Regions from separate parts of the Sus scrofa genome. Here region 2 is linked to region 1. The links are chromatin contacts, called in public Hi-C maps. All regions are on one chromosome and are shown on one strand. The core of a region is the stretch at or near the end of the contact, and the rest is flanking DNA. Distances in the headings are between cores, read along the strand shown.

Region 1 (5,213 bases), core at 1,154-3,653:
GGGCGGGATCCCAGAGCCCAGGTGGGGGGGACCTCCTGCAGCTCCTCTGCTTCTCTGCCCCTCCTCCCCTTCTCACCCCAGAACAACCTTTAGCCTGACCTCTGTCCATCCCCGGAGTCAGCATGACGTAGGGGACCCCTGGCTCCACTGGCCGGTCCCAAGGATCCAACTTGCTCTGCCCCAAGTGGCAGCCAACATCCACAGGTACTTCTGCCCAGCCTGGGTGAAGACCATAAAGCCCTAAACCCCCCCAAAAAACACGGTGCCCCAGGCCCCAAACCTGATTCAAACAAGCCTCACATTAAGCTGTAAAATGAGGAAGGTGGAAGGCGCAGAGTTTTGCGTGGTGACGACCTCTGGGCCTCGTTTGGTTTTTTAAAATAAATATCCCTCAAATTATGAACAAAATGTTTGGGTGCATGGCTCTGCCCATGCGCCAATAATGTTAACATTTAAGGATTCTTTTCGGAGGATTCGCTCCTGCCTATTCAGCGAGTCCCAGGAACTCTGCAGGTGTGAAGGCTCCCCGTAGGTTCACTCACTGAGACCTCAGGATGATGGTTCTAGGCGGTTGTGTGGCTGCTGTCCCTGTTTTATAGGCTATGAAAGCGAGGCGCAGAGGGATGAAGCCACTGGCCAAGGTTGCATGGCCAAGAAGTGAGAGAGAGGCCCCAACCTGGTCCTTCTCAGCATCCAGGGTCCAGCTTCAGTGTCCCCTCTTCTGAGAAGCCTTCCCTGAGCCCCCACCCCAGCTGGAGCTGCTCTGCTCCACCTGCCCCCAGTGCTGCTGGTCTAGCCCCTCCTTGGCTTCCTTTGCAGCTCCACCTGCAGCGGCAGGGGTGGGGGGCGGGGGTGTGTGTGGGGCTCTGTTCTGGTTGGGTCTGCCGCCCCCAGTGCAAAGGCAGATCCGTGTGGGCAGGAACGGGATCTGTCTGCCTGGCTTCCGTATCCCCAGCAGCGTGCCCGGCACGTGGAAGGGGAGGTCCCTCAACATGTGTGGAATGAATGAATGAATGAATGAATGAAGACGTACAGCTCCTATTCTCAGCAAGCGCCCACCCCCTGGAGGGAAATGGGCCTTTCTGTGGAGCAGGTTGAATGGCACCTGCCCCCGATCCCGATGTCCTCCCGGAACCTGTGAGATGGCACCTTATCTGGAAAAAGCGTCCATGGGGATGTAATGAAGTTAATAATCTCAAGATGAGCTCATCCTGGATTACTGGGGGTGGGGGGAGATCCAGTGACAAGGGTCCTTATGAGAGGAGGGAAAGGCACAGACACAAAGAAGGCCACACGAAGATGGAGGCAGAGACTGGGGTTCTGCTGTGACAAGCCAAGGGACATCTGAAGCCACCAGAAGCTAGAAAAAAAAAGGTGATGAAAGATTCCTCCGTCGATAGAGCCTTTGGAGGGAGCCTGGCCCCGCTGACGCCTCGACTCAGGACTTCAGCCTCCGCGTCTGTAAGAGAACAGATTTTGGTTGTTTCAGGCCCCTGGCTTGTGGCAACTTGTTATGGCAACGCCGGGGAAGAACGCCCTGAGCAGGCACAGGTGGTTTATCAACATGCGAACACCCCACAGAGGGGCGCACAGGCCTGGCCACGAGGGGTGCCAGCCGAGGGCCCTCTGGGGTGGGGGGTGCTCAGCCCTCCACGCCTTTCCTGGCAGAGATGCGAGACACCCGCCCCCTCGCAGTATCGGTCACTGCTCTGCTATGACCCATCGTCCCCGTCTAGGCTAACCCACCTTGTGGATGGCCTAGAACTGCCAAAGGGAGCAACCCTCTTACCCGCAGGTGTGCAACTCACCTAAGCGCACAGGTGCTCGCTCCCCTCCTGCGCAGGCCCTCCCCTTCCAGCCTGCCCTTCGCCAAAGCCCCTCCCGCTGGGAGCTTTCCAGAACCCCCTGCTTGGAGGTGCTTCTCTCTCCCCCTTGGGTTCTTCTGGCCCGAGTCCTTCCAGCCACCGAACTTCGGGAATGACCACGGCCTGCCCCACCTGTCTCTACCCGCCACCTGGCACAGAGTAGAGGTGCAGCAGGTAACAGGGACCGTGTCCTCGGTCAGCCTCGTGCTCTGCTGCCCTCCACCCCTGTGCCACCCACCTCTCACCCCCCCTTTCCTGTCACCGACCTCAGACCCCACTCAGGCCCCGCCCACTACCTCTGGCTGCCCTCTCCCACCTCACCGGGTACCAGGTTCACAGCCTCGGGGCTGAGCAGGCTTTGCCTGGCGGCTTCCAGTTCCTAAGGAGACCTCTGACTCCACCCACTAGATTGTCCCGCCCAGGTGGGTCAAGGGCATTGATCTTAGACCCCAACCTCCCAGCTTCTGAGCGGTACCTGACAATGCCACTCAGCCTGTAGACTCCCGCCCGACGGGAAGCGCCGAGGATGGATGACTCCCTGTGATCCGCATGGACCATAATAAGGACTCGATAACATTAGCCAGTGTCCTGGGCGATGACGACCTCGATGGGGACACTCTCATCACCCCCAGCTGGCCCCAGGTCACTACGGGGATCCGGGCGCATGCCGGGGACAACATCCCAGCCTTGGTCCAGGCCAGCGATACCCCCGAGCGCCGTGTGGGAAGGCGCTGGTCCTGGACGTGGTCCACGCTGTCCTTTCTCATTCGGAGTCGGTTTCTGTGGTGCCGGCAGATGTTTTCAAAATGATGCGCGCATACTTCTGAGGTCAACTTCTAATCAAAAACGACTTCTAGACGGTGCCCTGGTTTAAAAAGAAAGAAAGAAGAAAACGAGTGAGTCATCCTCCAAACCATTTGAATGAAACAAAGACACAACAAGCCCTCTGCTTTCCTCTTGCGCCAGAACGGATTACCTCAGTCCTGCAGAGACGCAGCTGGAGGGAATTAAAGGGGATCTCGGGTTCCCCAGATAGTGCAGGCGGCACGGCCGGCCGCGTGACTCACGGCCGGAGCCGCAGGGAAGGGGCGGCTCTGGGCAGAGTCTGGACCCCTCGGAGGGGCCGAGGCCTGGGCAGCGGCTCCAAAGGGGGCTCTGAGAGCCTGGCACCGAGGGGTAAGGGGCCTGGAGGCCAAGGGACTGCAGAGCCAGGAGCGGACAAGGGCTGAGGGTGGAGAGACCCTGACACTGCAGGGATCCCTCCTCCCCAATATCTTCCAGGGACCTGGGGAGGTGCTGCCAGACCCAGGCAGGGTTTTACAAGTGTCCCAGATGCCTGTAAGTATGATTCTAGGTGCAATGCCAGCAATCTCTTCTCTGGACTCCCCCAGGGTGCCACCATCCAACCCCCTTGCCCTCTGGGGGAGGGGCACGCAGCCATTTCCCAGGAGTCTGGGGGTTCCCTTCTGGAATGTTCCCGGGCCAGGAACTGAATCCGAGCCTCAGCCGCAACCCGTGCCACACAGCAGCAGTGCCCAATCCTTAACCACGGCACGGGGTGGGGGATTGAACTTGTGCCTCCACTGTGACCTCAGCCACTGCAGTCAGATCCTTTACCCACTCTACCACAGTGGGAACTCCTCTAGTTTTTCTGATTTAACAGTATGTCCACTTCCACCTCTTGATTTATCAACTTTAGATGATATCAAACAATTCCTTCCAGTGAAAGATGAGGAAATTGGCATAGTTCCTCTGACTCCTGTACTTGTCCTCCTATGCGTGTCATTGTATTACTTTTACTTCATGGACCCTGAGGTCAGTATGCCTGAATTCAAATCCCACCTCTGCCATTTTTTGTTGTGTTCCCTTTGGGCAAGTTGCTTAACCTCTCTGTGTTCCCATTTCCTTATTGGTAAAAAATGGAGATACGCATAGCTGCTCCTTCATAAAGTTGCCATGAAGATTAAAAGTGTTACTTCATGCCACCTGCTTAGAACAGTGCCTGGATATGTAATGTCTCCATGTGTTACTATCATTTCTCATTATCCTGTTCTAGAATTTAGAATGAAATCTTCTTTGAACTGTCAATAGGCTGACTCAAAAAATTGAAAACTAGTAAACAGCCCTTATGACATCACCAGGTAAATCATATTTGTTAAGGGTGAGCAGACCCATGAAGAAGGACATGTGACCCCGAGTCCCTGAAATTTTCCCGCTCAAAGGAGAATCCCCCGAGGGCCAGGTCTAACATATATTCTTAGTTTCTTTCTCGAAGTCTTTGCTTCTTCTGTATAATTATCACCTGCCACTTTTAAATATTGTATATGTCATCCTCTTTCTGAGATTCTTTGTCAGGAGGTTGACCTAAATCTTTGGGTAATTTTTTTGCATACAACGCATGGATTGTGAATTTCCAAATTCCTGACTGTCTAAGAATATATTAATTTTCCTTAGCTGTATAAAGAGCCCTAGATTGAGAATCTTTCACCCTGAGAACACAGAAGACACATCCTATCGACTTCCGGCATCCGAGCGGAGGACAAAACTGGTGTTGATCTGATCCTCAGTCTCTGGTAGTTTACCACTTTCAAAATTATTACTTCCAAAAGCCTGTAGGGTAGGCTCTTTATTCTTAAGTGTTTCAAAAATTTCCCTTGATGTCTATAAGTATGTGTCGGAAATGGAACCGGGTGGAGCATGTAATTGAAGACGCGAGTCTTTCTGGGGGTGCAGGGGAGTGTCTCCTCTCATTTCTTTAATTATTGCCTTCCTCCCCTTCAGTCTCTCTCTTCTTTCAAAATTCCCATTTTATAGCAGTTGGAACTCCTGGAGTTATCCTCTTTGTTTCGACATTTCTCTTACATTTCCCAGCTTTGTCTTTCTCTATTCTGGGAGATTTCTTCAGTTCTGTACTCCAGATTACTAACTTGATCATTGGCGGTGTCTTATTTCTCAGCCCACTTACCCAACTTTTCAGAGGTACTCATATTTGTCACTTTCGAGAATGACTCCTTCTTCTCTGACTCCTCCATTTTCACAACAACCTACTCTTGTCAAGGCAACAGTCTCCCGAACGCTCCTAAAGATAAAAAGTAGAATGAAAATCATTTTTCTTCTTCTCCCTGACTTCTCTCTGCCTATTCCAGAGTGAAGCATTCTGTTTATCGACTCTGATCCTTCCCTTTTCTGACGTTTGTTTTCTCCAAATGTCCTGAGATCCCTTGAACATCGTTTTCACATTTATAAATAAATAAATAAAGGATCAAGTTGGTTAATGGTGGGAAGAAGCATGGGTTTCCACTGCAACTGTCTCTTCTTTCTCTCCTCCATAGGCGGCTCCCTCGGCTG
Region 2 (5,213 bases), core at 1,211-3,710, 210 kb before region 1:
GGGGCTTAGGGCTGGGGGTAGATGTGGCCCAAGGAGAAGGGGGCCATCCCCCAAGTTCCACTGACTCGGCGGATGGAGAATGAAAGTTGGTCATTGAACTGGCAAGTCATTTAACACATTTTTTAAAAGATGAAAACAAATCCATTAATACAGCAGAAGGCCAAATGCGCTTGAGTTTGAAAAAATAAGAGGCTTGAGAGAAGTGAGGGGGGAGGTGGTGGCCGGAGCCCATGCGGGTGGTGCTTGCTCACTGCCTCGGCTCTTAGCGGATAGGGAGAGGCAGCCGAAGAGGAACTGGCTTCTGGTTTCTGCCTCAGCCATCCCTGGACCTGGCCCGTGGTGATGCCTCAGTAAACCTTTGTGACTTAGACTTTTTTTTTTAAATTGTGGTAGAACATGCCCAAAAGGTACCATTTAAACTATGTTTAAGTGTATGGTTCAGTGGCATTAAGTCATCGGATTCTGGAAGATTCAAGAATCCAACTTGAAAAAGTGGGCCTTGCTGCGGCATGGTGTTTCAGGGTTGCAAAGTGCTTTCTCTCCCACTTGCTCTTCATGATTCTGTGACTATGAAGTTATTATCCTCATTTTGCAGAGAAGAAAAGCATCACGGAGAGAGGCTGAGGTTGAACAGGCCACATAGCAACACAGCCATTCATAGCATTATTCACAACAGCCAAAAAGTGAAACCAATCCAATTGTCAAGTTATCCATTTCTCCACTGATGAATGGGTAAACAAAATGTGGCCTCCCCATACTGTGGAATACTATCCAGCCATAAAAAAGAAGGAAGTACTGATACATGCTATTGCATGAACGCTCCTCGCAAACATTGAGGGAACTAAACCAGTCGCTATAGGCCACCTATTGTATGATCCTATATTTATATAAAATGTCTGGAAGACGCACATCTGTAGAGACAGAAAGTAGGTTAGTGGGTGCCTGGGGCTGGCTTCAAAGAGGTATGGGGTTTCTTTTGGGGGTGATGAAAATGTTCGAAAATTAGCTTCTGCTGATGGTTGCAGAACTGCAAATACACTAAAACACATTTCATTATACCCTCTAAGTGGGTGAATTTTATAGTATGTAACCTATATCTCAGTAACTTTGTTAAAAAACAAATGCTGCCAAGCTGCTTAAGAGTTCCGGTTGCTCCACATCTTCGTCAGCACTTGGCATCGTCTGTCCTTTTGTTTTAGTCCTTCTAACTGATAGACGGTGGTCTTCCTTCCTGATTTTAATAGCATGTTCCCTATGGCTGACGACATCGCACATCTCATGTGCTTGCTCGCCGCTCACATAGCTTCTCTGCTGAGTTGTTCATGTCTTCCCCCCACCTTAAAAATGAGATTGTTTTCTTATCGTTGAATTCTGAGAGTTCTTATTTTTTCTTTTTTTCTTTTTAGGGCCGCACATGCAGCATGTAGAAGATCCCAGACGAGGGGTCGAATCAGAGCTGCATCTGCGACCTACCCCACAGCTCACAGCAACGCTGAATCCTTAACCCACTGCGTGAGGCCAGGGATCGAACCCACATCCTCATGGATACTAGTCGGGTTTGTAACCTGCTGAGCCACAACAGGAACGCCTTTCTTTTCTTTTTATGGCTGCACCTGCGGCATATGGAAGATCCTAGACTGGGGGTCAAATCAGAGCTGCAGCTGCTGGCCTGCTCCACAGCCACACCAGAACCGAGCTGCATCTGTGTCCTATGCCACAGCTTGTGGCAATGCTAGATCCGTAACCCTCTGAGTGAGGCCAGGGATCAAACCTGCATCATTATGGACACTATGTCAGGTTCTTAACCCAGTGAGCCACAGTGGGAACTCTGATGAGAGTTCTTTATATTGTATGGATAGAAGTATATTGTTGAATATGTAATTTGCAAAAAAAAAAAAAAAATTCCCCCCACTTGTAGGTTGTCGTTTCATTCTCTTTATTGTCAATGTTTCTAATTCTAGCCATTCTGGTAGGTGCATTGTGGTATCTCATTGTGGTTTTAATTTGCATCAAATCATCTTTTAGTCTGGCGTGTGGAGTCTTGGTTCCACAGCAGCTCTGGCTGTGTGTGCAACACACTTTACACACAGGGTCTTTTTAGTGAGGGGGAGACGCTCATTATTTTTTCTACCTGCAAGGTTTTAAGAGATTCAGTGACTGGCTCAAGGTCACAAGGCTCCCGCGTAGGGGGTGGGGCCAAGATTGGAACCCAAGTCCATCGTCTTAGAGGCAGTTGCCTCTTTGGAGCTGTAATCTGCTTTGACCCTCACCTTCAGTGCTCCTGGTAAAAGCAACAGGCTGACTTCACTCCAGCAAGCTGCATTCCTTTATGTCATGTCACGAGAAGTTGAGAAATGCCAAGGAGGGTGACTAATAAATGCTCCATTTATCTGACTCCCATCATTCCCAAGGGCCCTCCTTACCTCCATCCCTGACGTAGCAGTTCCCAGGGAATTGCCACATTCCCTAGCTGCTGTCATTGTGGCCGTTCCCACCTTGTAATTATGAGCAGAGTCAGCCTCGGACGGGGGGAGAGGCCTCGAGTGGTGAGTCATCGCAGGGACCCATCACCCGGGGACGAGGGCCTCTGGGCTGTCTGGAGACGCCTTTCAGTGTCCACAAGCACCTCCTGGGCACCAGATGGCTTCTCGACACTGGGGATGTGACGTTCGTGGTCCCTGCTCTCTGAAGCACAGACAGAGGAGAAACAAACGAGCCCCATTTAAGTCTTCGCTCAGATGTCCCTTCTCAGAGAGGCTTCCCTGACTGCCTCATCTAATGTGACATCCTGGTCACTCCCTAACCCCTTACCCTGCCGTATTGTCCTCAGGAACTTAGCAGTATTAGAGTCCGCAGAAATGAATGCTCTTTGGCGGGCTAACGAATGCTGTTCTGGGTCCCGAGAAAAAGATGGCACGTGGTGGGTGTTCAGTAAATGCGGAATGAGTGAGTGAACTAAACACATGAGGCAACTGCTTTTCACCGCGATAATTACTATGATGAAATTAAGTCAGGATGCCATTAGGGAGACTGAATAGAGTGGGGCGGGGATGAAGGGGGAGGACGGTGTATGGCTATTTTAGACTTGGTGACCAGGACAGTGTCCTCGAGTGGGTGGGTTTTGTGCTTAAATCTGAACAATGAGGGAAGCCAGCATTCATAGGTATGAGAAGAGAATGTTCCAGGCAGAGGAAATCGCACTTGCAAATGCCCTGAGGCAGGAAGGGTTTGGTATATTGAGAAAGAGAAAGAAGAGCAAATGGCATCCAGTGCTGATGAGTGGCAGGAAGTCAGAATTGTTTTCTAGTAGGAAGACATCCATTTGCCCTCCTGGGTCTTTCGCCACCATCCAGAGCTCACTGTCCTCTGACCGTTCCAGGCCAGCTTTGTGGACTTGCTGGGGCTCCCATAGCCAGAGATGCCCATGGCTCACACCCCAGACCACACTGCTTTCCCCAAGTATGACTGATTTCTTTCTTCAGGTCCAGGGCTGTGGCTTTTAGTAGTTGGATCAACCTCATGAAAAAGCTCTGTTAATTCCACTGAGCTGAAGAAGTAAATGCCTTTCAAAAAGGAGGCTTCTGAGAACCACACGGCTTCCAAATGGGAGTGTGTATGCTGTGTATGCTATGTCTGCCACCTGTATTGTCTCGTTGCGTCCTCGCAGTAGCCATGTGGCTTAGGTTGAATTAAACTCGTCTGACAGATAAGGACAGCAAGATACGCTTATATTCCAGACCTGGCTTATTAACTTATTAACTGTGAAATGCTGGGGAAATCATATACTCTGGGCCTGAGATTTTTCCTCTCTGGAATGAGCATGTGTCTGTGAGTGTTCATGTGTCCAGTCCCTAATGGATAATACTTGTCATGAGAAATAAATGTGATGTATGGGAAATGCCCGGCTTGGTTCATGAACACATAAAGCCATTTTGTATCAGTCACAGCTCCATGTCTGCCTGTAACCGAAATCACTATTGGCAAAGCTAAACCAAGGATTGGGGAGGGGGAATGTGTTGCCAGGATGCGGAGTAATTCAGAAACTGGAACTTGGGCTTGGAATGGACAGGAACCAGGATGTGCTAGGAATGCAGGTAGCAGAAGCTCATCCACCTCCAGTCGGGTTACTGCAGCTTGTTTTTTTTTATCATCTCCAGCTGTTTCATCCACCTACACTCGGGACCCATACCCCATATGGCTTCTGGTGGGAGACTCTCATATGTCCAGCTTGGATCATAAGGTGGCGTATTTTGATGGACGGTTTCTCCAGATTGTCTGCCATGGGGAAGAGGTAATTTTTCAAAGGGATTGTTTTTGTTTCCTCTAGAACAAAAGGCACATGGATGCTTGGTAGTCCAAGCGTCTGTGATAGTGTGTTAACCATGCGCATTACATACTAATGCTGGCTTTGCTACTGACCTCCCTGCTCAAGACCTCCCCTCTCCAGGCCTCAGTTCCTACTCTGAAATGAAAGCACTGAGTTCCACGCCAGGGTGACTTTCAGAATCTCTGTTGGAACTTTAGAAAAATGAGGACCGGCTCTCCTAGGCCATCTCTTTCGATCAACTTTGAAAACACCCGGAAGTGCCGCTTACATTTCATTGGCCAATTCTGGGATACACGCCCACCCCTAGACCAATCACTGGCAAGAGGGATATGGAGGAAGACCAATCAGATTTGACCTCTGATCTTATGACGGCACAGAGAGGGGTTGCAGTTGGCTGACTGCAGAGTGGTCTGTGGTGCTTTCTCTTTGTTGGATAAATTTCTTTGAACCAGTGAAGCTTGAAAAGGCGAGGTCTGGGTGTCCTTTTTAGTCCGGAAGTGGCCATAAAATTTGATTGTGTCCTCCCTGGACTGTGGAATACCCCAGAGGGAGGCTGTTTGTCACCTGCCAGGTTGTTCAGCCGCCCCAAGTATCCATCCCACCTAAACTGTGCCAAAGCTGCTACGAACCTAGAGAAGAAACACCAGGTGGAAGCATCAAATAAATAAGGATTTGGGCTGATTGCAAAAAAAAGAAAAAGAAAAAAAAATTATCTTGCCAGGTATGATGGCTGCACTGGTGTTGACTTAAGGCAGGTTTTAATTACAGTGCCAAGTAAGCTCGAATGCAGGTTGGGGGCTGTCCCCAGCTCAGCTGTCAACTTCGCTTACCTTCCAGAGAGCTGACAACTACATGGTGGCACTTTTCCACTCACGTGTGACCTAAC

Evidence for each region. Hi-C and Micro-C count contacts between places; a contact is called where the count stands out from the background.
Region 2: a Hi-C map of embryonic fibroblasts shows a contact between it and region 1, with 4 times the contacts expected there. The contact joins two enhancer-like sites. A contact is called at or near these places in 31 of 47 Hi-C or Micro-C datasets (adipose tissue, alveolar macrophages, blood and 16 more) and 1 of 2 datasets of contacts at active chromatin or transcription factors (skeletal muscle).

The regions. Positions count from the first base shown.
Region 1 is chr17:52,714,116-52,719,328 of Sscrofa11.1, reverse strand. It overlaps LOC102168017 (a long non-coding RNA gene), which reads right to left. Exons shown (of 5, transcript XR_002340049.1): 3 at 4,831-4,944; 4 at 2,341-2,730; 5 at 1-1,459. Among named protein-coding and RNA genes, the nearest start is that of NFATC2, 170 kb to the left of the region's middle. Within about 2 kb of position 2,403, at least 13 of the 83 cell types and tissues checked have an H3K27ac peak or open chromatin away from gene starts, as enhancers often do. A contact at or near this core is called in embryonic fibroblasts, where this site is marked.
Region 2 is chr17:52,926,083-52,931,295 of Sscrofa11.1, reverse strand. No RefSeq gene overlaps it. Among named protein-coding and RNA genes, the nearest start is that of NFATC2, 38 kb to the right of the region's middle. Within about 2 kb of position 2,460, at least 11 of the 83 cell types and tissues checked have an H3K27ac peak or open chromatin away from gene starts, as enhancers often do. A contact at or near this core is called in embryonic fibroblasts, where this site is marked.